2 separate regions of the Capra hircus genome follow, and region 1 is linked to region 2. Evidence: chromatin contacts called from public Hi-C data. All regions are on one chromosome and are shown on one strand. Each heading gives the region's core, a stretch centred on a gene start, on an enhancer-like site or on the middle of the called end of the contact. The rest is flanking DNA. Distances are from core to core; before and after follow the strand shown.

Region 1 (4,491 bases), core at 993-3,492, 140 kb before region 2:
CAGCTTTTGTTGTCGTGGTTGGTAACTACTTATTTACTTTATCGGCCTGCACCAGGTCTTGGTTGTGACACACTGGATCTTTAGTTGTGGCAGGCCAGAGTCTTAGCCACTGGACCACTGGGAGGAAGCTGTATCACATCTCCTTTATCCATTCATCTGTCTGTGGACGTTTCGGTTGCTTCCATGTCTTGGCGATTGTGAACAGTGCTGCAGTGAACACTGGGGGGCCTCATGTTTCTTTTTGAACTCCATTCTTTTATGACTTTGGTAAAAAAAAAAAAATTAGGAGAAATTAGAAAGTTTTGAAGAAAACCAGAGACCCGCTGGGTTGGAAGGGGCCCTTAGTGAAAGAGAAGTTGCTCAGTCATATCTGACTCTTTGTGACCGCATGGACTATAGCCTACCAGGTTCCTCCGTCCATGGAATTTTCCAGGTAAGAGTATTGGAGTGGGTTGCCGTTTCTTTCTCCAGGGGATCTTCCCAACCCAGGGATCGAACTCAGGTCTCCTGCATTGCAGGCAGATGCTTTACCATGTAAGATCTGTTAATTCAGCTGTCCTCAGGTGGGCTCACCTCTCCCACATGCTGGCCACATGACCAGCTGCTCTGCATAAACACCCCCAAGCTGGGGAGCTCACTGCCAGCCCTGCGGGGTCCCCGGGACTTGCCATCCTGTCCTGGTTCCCTGGTTGCCTGCGCCCCCTGGTCTCATTCTGCCCGCAGCAGCTCCAGAGATGGAAAGGGTTTTATTGGGGGTGGGGGAGGGAAGAGACCTAGAATGTGGATACTTTCCGCTGAGGCAGGCAGGGAGGGTTTCCTGGGGAACCCTCAGCAGGCAGACATCTGTTTAAGCCGACAGGCTGCCCAGCCTGGGGAGCAGGAGGGGCTAGGAGACAGGGAGAAGACAGACTGGGTCTGCCTTCTGCAAATGTTCCCCTTGGGCAGCCTTGAAAAGGGACCGCCGGGGACCCAGGCCTCGAGTCCTCTCTGAGTCCGCCACTGTGGGGGTCTCGGGCTGGAGTCAATCCCGTAAGTGCTGGTGTGCAGGCACCTGGTTCACTTTGTGCTCAGCTCCTGTGTGTGGCCTTTTGGGCTTTGTGTTCCCGTTTGTAGCTGAGATCTGTGATGGAGGCTGTGACTCGTTCAGCCTTGAGAGGGGCACGGCCCAGGACGGGGCTTACGGAGGTCACTGATGCCAAACCAGGCTGCCGTGTGCTTTGAACTTTGAAAGAAAGGGAGTGGGTCTTCATCCTCTTGGCCTGCACTGCCAGTGCATCACAGGGGTCACGAACTTGAGTCAATCAGAAAAGGTACCTCTTGGACCCTTCAGAGCTCAGGAGCAGGGGAACCCACACAATCTGCAGGGGGCCCCTGCAATAACCATCTCTGCACACTAGAGAGCGCTGTGGGACAGAAACCGAGTCCCAGATGGACCAATCATCTTGTTCAGCTGAAACCAGCAGGGGTGACAGGTGAGGAGGAGCTGTCATTCCCTGGACTTGCCCTTTGTGAGAGCCACCTCACTGGGTCCTTGCAGCGAACCTAGGGCTAAGTACTGTTAGCGCCCCCTCTGCCACTATACAGATTAAGAAACCGAGCATCGTTAAGTGATTTGGCCCAAGTCTATAAATTAGAGGGGCTTCCCTCATAGCTCAGTTGGTAAAGAATCCACCTGCAATGCAGGAGACCCCAGTTTCATTCCTGGGTCGGGAAGATCCGCTGGAGAAGGTCTAGGCTACCCACTCCAGTATTCTTCAGCTTCCCGTGTGGCTCACCTGGTAAAGAATCTGGCTGTAATTTGGGAGACCTGGGTTCAATCCCTGGGTTGGGAAGATCCCCTGGAGAAGGGAAAGGCTACCCACTCCAGTATTCTGTCCTGGGGAATTCCATGGACTGTGTAGTCCACGGGGTCGCAAATAGTCGGACACGACTGAGCGACTTTCACTTTAGAGAGAGCTAAAGCTTGAACTTGACCCTGGAGCTCGAAGGGTGGACCATGTGCCCCCCACCCCCATGATGTTTGGCTCCATCTCTCCTCCTGGGTCCCTTCTAGATAGTTCCCTTTAACTCAGTGAGGTTTACCCAGGCCTCCTGAGCAGTGGGGAGAGGGTCTCTCTACCAGGAGAGGTTGGGGTGTATAGGTGCCCAGGGGCCCTGGGGAAGGAGCTGGGGCTGTGGGGCCAGCTGTGGACATGGGGAGGGAGATCCCAAGCCAGCGGGCTGGAAGTCCTCCTGCTTTGGCCCCTGGCAGAGCTGGCCCCCTGGGAGCCCGCCAGGCTTATTAATATCCTGCTGAGTCAGGGGGCTCTTGAGTTTCAGCATCACAAGACAAGAGGCAGGAATATCCTTGACTCCCCAGCGTCCTCTCTCCGCCTGCCCTGCCCACCTCAGGCTGGGGGCTGTGCAGGTCTGAGTGGTCAGGTGGCCCTGGAGGGGGCAGGTCACTTCTCCTGACTTACAGGTGGAGGCGAGAACCCAGTCCAGGCACAGCTCCTCCAAGGCTTGGCACACGGGAGAGGCTGAGAGCAGGAGCTGCCTTTCCAGAAAAGGCCCTGCTGGGGGCCCAGCCCTGTCCTTGTTGCTGTGGGTCCGGCAGCTGGGGCAGAGCAGGGAGGAGGGTGGGAGGACAGCCTGGTCTGGTTCTCAAAGAGCTCACCACCTGCCCAATGTGGGGTCCCCCAGCCAGCAGCTGGGTCCAGACAGAGGCTGGGCCCTTCCTATGGCCAAACGATGAACTCTCCCAGACATTTGGACTTGGGTCTCGGGGACTCTGGTCATACGGGGTGGGCACTGGCTGAAGGGAAGAGCATCTGGGCTTGGGGAAGGAGGTGGTGAGGGATCCATGCAGATGTGTCCATGGCAACAGAGGGGCCAGACTGCAGTGGACACGTGAAAAGACAGGTGCCCCCAGGAGAGCAGCCCCCCGCCCCTGGCTCTTAGCCCTCTGTACCCACTTCCCGCCCCAGTATCCAGGAGGCTGCTCTGCATTCCCCGTGCAACATCCTCATTTTTGCCCCAGACTTCCACATGGCCCTGCAAGGGGAGAGGTGACTCATTTCTTGACCGCCCAGCCCTTGGAGCTCCCCAGTCACAGTTTAAAACTATTTGCTGAGGACCTCCCAGGCACCAGAGCCAGGCCTAAGTGAGATACACATGGCCTGTTCTCCAAGTCTCACAAGATACCTGTTCTTCCCATTTTTTGGATGAAGAAACTGAGGCCCACAAGGCAGTCAGCTACCACTAGGTGACAAAGCCAAGACTCAAACCCAGGTCTGGGTGATTACAGAGCCCTTACTATTTTTATGTATTTATTTGGCTGCACTGGGTCTTAGTTACAACACTTGGTGTCATCAGTCTTCATTACAGCATGAAGGACTTTTTAGAGGCAGCATGAGGGATCTGAGCTTTCCTGGTGGTTCAGTGGCAAAGGATCTGCCTGCAGTGCAGGAGATGGGTACCATCCCTGGGTTGGGCGTTGGCTCCCGAGGCCCTCTGGAGCCTTTATCAGCCAGCTCCACACAGCACAGGTCGGGCAGCCCGCCCTGGCCCGGCCCCTTGCAGCTCATTATCAGAGGACACATTCCACCCAACTGCCCCTGGAAGGTGGGGAAAATAGAGCCTGCCATTTTCCGGCCCTTCTTCTGAGTTTCACCTAGTGGGGAAGGGGCGCTCCAGGGACAGGAAGGGAGTTATTACAACAGGAAGCCCCGGCACTGGATTCTTCAACTGGCACAAGAAAACCCCGGGGACTGGAGTGTGACCCTTGGAAGCGCTGACCTTGCTGGGTGGGCCTGGGGGAGAGACAGCTGCTTCTTTGGCCTGATTTATTTTTGTTTTTGTTTTTTTTTTTTTTAATTGGAGCATAATTGCTTTACAATATTGTATATTGATATATGGTTTCTGCCATATATCATATCATATACCCTCTGGGCAAGGTCTCAAAGCACCGTCATCCTCACACACCGGTCTGTCCACCCCCTTAAGGATGAGAGAATCAAGGCTCAGATCACAGCTGATGGAGGGTCTTACCTCTCAGGGCAGCGAGCTAGAGCGTGCAGAGGGCCAAGTATGCAGCTGGTACCCGAGGCAGGGCTGCAAACCCCTCTCTGTGGGTCACACACATGCACACACATTGATTCAGCACTAACTACCTGGCAGGCGTGCGCCCGCCTCTCCACGTGGACAAGCACCATCCTAGTCCCCAGCACTCTTGGATGGAGAGACCCGTGATTCCCATTGTGTGGATGAAGAAACTGAGGCTTAGGGTTTGCCCTGGGGGTCCGTTGGTTAAGACTCTGCACTTCCAATGGATGGGGCATGGGTTCCATCCCTGTCAGGGAATTAAGTTCTCACAAGCCGAGGCCAAAAAAAAAGAAAGAAAGAAACTGAAGCTTAGATGGATGAGGTCACTAGTCCAGGGTCACCTAGCTCTAAGTGGAGGAGCCAGGGTTGGGTCCCAGCCTGACATCCACGTGCAAGCTCTCCACGGCC
Region 2 (5,273 bases), core at 956-3,455:
AAACATCTTTCCTTCCTAACCTTGTCAGCCCCAGACTTGACCAGATTGCCTCACTGTGAGCCTTCTTAGCACCCTGTACCTCTCCTTCATCAAACTCATTATACTACAGTTAAATAACTAATGTGAAATGGGTAGCTTGGTGGCTGTCTTCTTGCTAAAATCTAAGTGTCGTGAAAGTGGGGATTTGGTATATCTTATTGACTACTGGACCCCAAATATCCAGGGCATTATCATGCTCATGGCAGACATCCCTTAGGAATCTGCTGAATCAAGTGCCTGGGCGCTGGTGAGGAGTCTAAATAGCATGAGTGTGCCCCAAATGAGCCCTCTTCTTGAAAACAGGATGACTGGTTAATATAAGGGGTGAGCGGGGTGAGGCCAGTGAACATAAGCTATACCAGTGGCAGAAACATAGAACCTCATCTTATAATAAATCTCTTTAAGATATTACTCAGGAGAAGTTAAATGCAAAATTAAATACTTAAAATACACTTAGGAGGGACTTCCCTGGCAGTCCAGGGGTTAAGACTCTCTATGTTTTCACTGCAGGAAGCATGGGTTCCACCCTGGTCAGGGAACTAAGATCCCATAAAGGCTCGAGGTGCCACCAAAAACAAAAACAAAACAAGCAAAAACAAAAAACACTCAGGAAACTACTGCTTAACAGAATCTGAAAGTAATTTTATAATGAGTATAATTCCCTCTCAGGCTTTCTTATTGGGGAAGGCGGTAAATACCAATTTCCACTTACCAACTGTGCTTAGATTCACCTATTATTCAATAAGGTATTAAAAAGAAACAACATTCCAGGTGCCATGCTGGGCATACAAGTTTAATAATAACCAGAGTCCAATTCTGCGGAGAAAAGAAGAGTTTCTTCAACTCTTTTTGAACTCCTATGTCTATTTTTCTTAAGTCAGAAAAAAGGGCAAACTCAGAATCGCTCCTTTAACAAAGCTCATATCAATGATCAGCTCAGATGAATCACTAGAGGAAAACACTGCCTGAGATAAGATAAAGGAGATCATCAAGAGGTGCTTCTCACATATTGTGAGAACAGCTAAAGTATTCCAGACCATGTTTCTTTCACCATTAAGCTGGCTTTTCCTGTCTTATGTAAGATTCTGCCTTGCGGTGGCTTTTCCTTGCCTACCCTACACTAGGAATCTGGCTATAATTCCCAAACTCGAATGCATAGTTCTTTCCCTTGAGATGTTCACAACAACCACAAATGCCATCTTGGTCTAAACAGCATACCAAAGCTTCAAGGTCACTATAAGATAGGAAAGCTAGGCTTGTTTTTGGCTGTTAGTATGGCCCTGAGATAACTAAGAAATTCCTGGCAGTGTTGATAAATGGACCAATGTGGAAAAAAGAGGCCAGTGGACTAGTGAAGCAGGGCCACTTGATAAAGCCAAAATCGAACAGGGAGCAGACCTAGGGTGGGGGAGGAGAGGGCTAACGTGAACTGGAAAAAACACAGGGTTAGCGGCTGTTCTTCTCGCAGTTGGACTGGTCACAGGCACCAGACACTAACCCCCTGAATGACCCTGGTCCTCACGATCTCTACATTCAAACTGAGGAGACAGCCCTCAACTCTTCCCCGAGCCACACTGCACAGCTCTTGGCTGCAAGATACTTGGTAGCAACAGGACACCGGCATGTTCTGTGAACCGTGCTGCCCACAACGGCGGGAGGGAGTCAATGCCTGGAATTCTAAACACAGATTCACACTTAAAAGTCAGTTCTGGCAGCAATGATCCAGCTCTTAGATGTGGCATGGGGAGAAACTGGAAGTCTCCAAACAGAGCTTCTGCCTTTTAAACCACTGCTTTTTCATACAAGCAATATGAGAAACTTGAACAAACAGGAATGCCTGGAGAGGGGAAGGAAGGGAGGAGAGACCGTCACTGGGTTTTTAGAATCAACAGTCTGCGTTAGAGTTGAAGTGTCAACTCAGGAGCCCCCAAAATAAATCAAACCCTCCACCTTACCTGACTTAATAACTGTAACGTGTACCACATGCAGACTTACATACAGCAAACAGCACACTGAGTATGTAACACCAAGACTTTGGAAGTTTATGAGGCAACTGTTACTGCCAGTTGGAGAGGACAATTTCCTGAAAGCCCAACTGTGTGCCTGAGATTAGCTGTCCATTCCGCTCCTCTGATAACCTGAAGTTGTGCAGGAAGTCACACTGGAACAATAGCACTGCTGCTCCCTGCAGGCAGTTCTACGCTACTGCAGAATAATTCATTGGCTGAAACACACTACTGAAGCAGTAACATACCCCATGGTTGCGGAGGGGGCTGTAGCATTATTCTTCAGTTCCTGCACATTTACCACTTGAGGGACATTCTTCAAAGTTGATTCAGTCAATGTACTGACAGCTATTTAAATAGAGAAGAGAAAGGCACGTTAATTGCAATATAAGATCAAAATTCTAGCCAGGTCTAATGAATAACTAGGACACAAGCAGAATGCAAACTTATTATATAAAGGAAATTTAGGTGGTTCTGCAGCACTGTGTTCAATGGAACACCTGGCCTACGCCCTTCATAAAGATTATCCAATGAAGCTTTGTGCAATTTAATCAAATGTCCTAGTTCAGAAAAAAGGAATTCACCAGCCAGCTTTTACAGAGCAGAGCTGAGATACCTGCCATATCGGCTTGTCCTGGAAAAGGGCAGAAAGAGCTAGAGGATCACCAGTGTTCCTGCCTCCACGCATTCATTCATTCAGCCACTCTTTCACATGAGCTTATTAGTGTCAGACTCTGTTAGGTGCTCGGAATACAAAAAATGTCTGAAATATAGTGTCTTCTTTAAAGAAGTTCATGCTTTAGTGAGACAGACACAGTGAATCAAATATGAAAAATGGAGCTTGAACCAAAATGGAGGAGGAGGCCAAGCAGGCCTGAATTAAGGAAAGGTACCAGGGACTGATGTGGCACTTACTCACCTGTCTTAGGCTTATCAGCTTCCATACCTTTTTTGTATGTGTCTTATAATTTATAAATAACTATTAAGGCCTAAGCAAAGCTCTTGGATCTTCTCCAACTATTTTGGGGCAGTTGGACTTGTAGCCCAGGTAGGATGGTGGCTCTATGGCAGCTCACTCCACCCCTTCCTTCAGGGAGTCCCCAGGGATGCCCTGCTTATGACTGCACGTAGTTCATCCTTGACACTCACAGGTGCCCACACCTTCGAAACCTGTTTTTGAATAATGTCTTCTGAAATGATCACACCACCTCCTGCTGAGAATGGACTAATCCTAAATCCTGGTAGACTTGAAGCTGATAAATAATCAATCAGCTTGATTTTGGATCTGTTCAGTACAATGCTAAGATTCTGCTTGGTCCGACTGATATTTAAAACATCAAGGAATTCTTATATTTTTCAGAATGCTCAAAAGTACCTTAAAAAGTTCTGTTTTTTTCTCTTTCATATCTATGTTAGGTGTCTTAGTAAGGGTTTTAATCTGAACTTTCCCTAGAGATCTATTATCATCTAATGGCAACTATTTTTGGCTAAATCAAACCACCATGTCTTTTCCATCTTTTAAAATTTTAGTGTAAATTGGCATATGTTCTAAGCAGGTATAAAACTAAAAAGATTCATTCAGCTAAAACAAAAATATGATTTATAGCCAAGTTTCTCACTCTTGGCACTACTGACATTTTGGGGATAGATAATCCTTTGCTGTAGGGTTGTCTTGTGCTTTTGGGAGTTTCTTTGCAGCATTACTGGCCTCTACCCACTACAGGCCAGCAACACTGCCAACTGTTGGAGGGGAAGCAGGCAGAGTAAAAGAGCCTCTGGTTGAGAAGCACTGGCTTGTAAAAACTGATTAACTGAATTCCGAGGCAAATTACCTAGAAATCTTGATGTAGAAGATTATGGAGAGCCACAAACCACTGACAAAATGCAGGAGCTGATTAGCTCCTTAGAGCTTCAGGTTTCCAGGTTAAAACTGCAATCTTAAGAAAAAGCTGTACTTCAATACAAAGAACACAGGATTGGAGTCTGGGCTTTGTTGCATATTGGTTGGTGACCTTTGCCTCTCGAAACCGAGCATTACTCAAAAGCAAAACGGGCACATGTACACTCATTGCAAAGGGTGGCTCGGACCCTTAAAATACTACGAGACAGCTCTAACATTATTAGGTGATCTGACAGCAAAGATTAATTCTGGGGCTTAAAGCAGACATTATTAAAAAATAGGGATGAATCCTTATTATGTTGAATCTAAAAGGAAATGATGCAAATGAACTTAACATGGTAGATCTTATACAGCCCTTTAAGGGCAAGTTTCCAACTGAGTCTGCCCTCTCAGAACTCTCCCCCAAAAGGCATGAGCTATCACATCAGTCCTCTTTCCTGAAAGGCAGTGAAGGGCCCGCTGTTTCTTGGCCGCTGTGTCCTGGCCTGTGGCTCAGAAAGCTCAGCATCAGCCCCTGTACCGGTGCTTTTACCTGGTGCCTGACTGGCCATCTGCCGTCTCAGTGCTGCTGCAGCGGCCGCCTGGGGGGCAGAGATGGGGTGGGAAGGGCCAGGTGCACCATGCTTCACGGTTTTTGTTGCGAGCATGGTGCTATCAGCTCCTTGGGGAATAATTTTGCTAGCAGGTGTAGACACTGAGGGAAAAAGTAAAGTTAAGTGAGACAGTGGGTCAGAAGAGAAGCACACACAAAAATTAAAAGGGTAAATTCTCCACGTTAGGTTGCAGGGAAAATGCAAAGATTTAAAATCCTTAAGCATTAACAGAAAATACTGGCAAACTGACAGGTTGGCACTTTTATCTTTCAAAGATGCTGTATGCTATTTGTCTGCCCACTTCTACTGGTGAAAATATGTTACATGATCATTTCATCTGACACTGAGTGAGATATAACTTCTATGCCCATACAAAGCAATGAATAGTTAGCTCTCCTCTCACAAATCTCTCCATTCTAGTACCTCATGCCTAGGTTGGTCTACTTAGGAGTCACTTCAGTACAAAATCCTGACCCTCTGAGCTGAAGATCTAACAGCCCAACATAGGTCCTGTCAGCAAGCCATCAGAGATAACGAGCACCATGGCTGGTGAGCCCTGAGACAGGACATGGCTTCAAGCTGAAATGAGCCGAGGTCAGAAGGGCACACGCTGTCCTCCACGTAACGGGCAACAGTGTGAGCCTTGCAGCGCCTCCTCTTCCTCACAGTGCCCTACCAACCACTTTCAAGGGGGAAATATCTCTTGACTCTGTAATTTCTAAAAGATTAGCAGAA

What was found. Hi-C and Micro-C count contacts between places; a contact is called where the count stands out from the background.
Region 1: a Hi-C map of blood shows a contact between it and region 2, with 6 times the contacts expected there. The contact joins two enhancer-like sites. A contact is called at or near these places in 2 of 5 Hi-C or Micro-C datasets (both in blood).

What each region holds. Positions count from the first base shown.
Region 1 is chr11:100,974,187-100,978,677 of ARS1.2, reverse strand. No RefSeq gene overlaps it. Among named protein-coding and RNA genes, the nearest start is that of PRRC2B, 27 kb to the left of the region's middle. Within about 2 kb of position 2,242, at least 2 of the 5 cell types and tissues checked have an H3K27ac peak or open chromatin away from gene starts, as enhancers often do.
Region 2 is chr11:100,830,688-100,835,960 of ARS1.2, reverse strand. NUP214 (nuclear pore complex protein Nup214) reads right to left here. Exons shown (of 36, transcript XM_018055996.1): 23 at 4,478-4,639; 24 at 2,294-2,393. Among named protein-coding and RNA genes, the nearest start is that of TRNAC-GCA, 18 kb to the left of the region's middle. Within about 2 kb of position 2,205, at least 2 of the 5 cell types and tissues checked have an H3K27ac peak or open chromatin away from gene starts, as enhancers often do.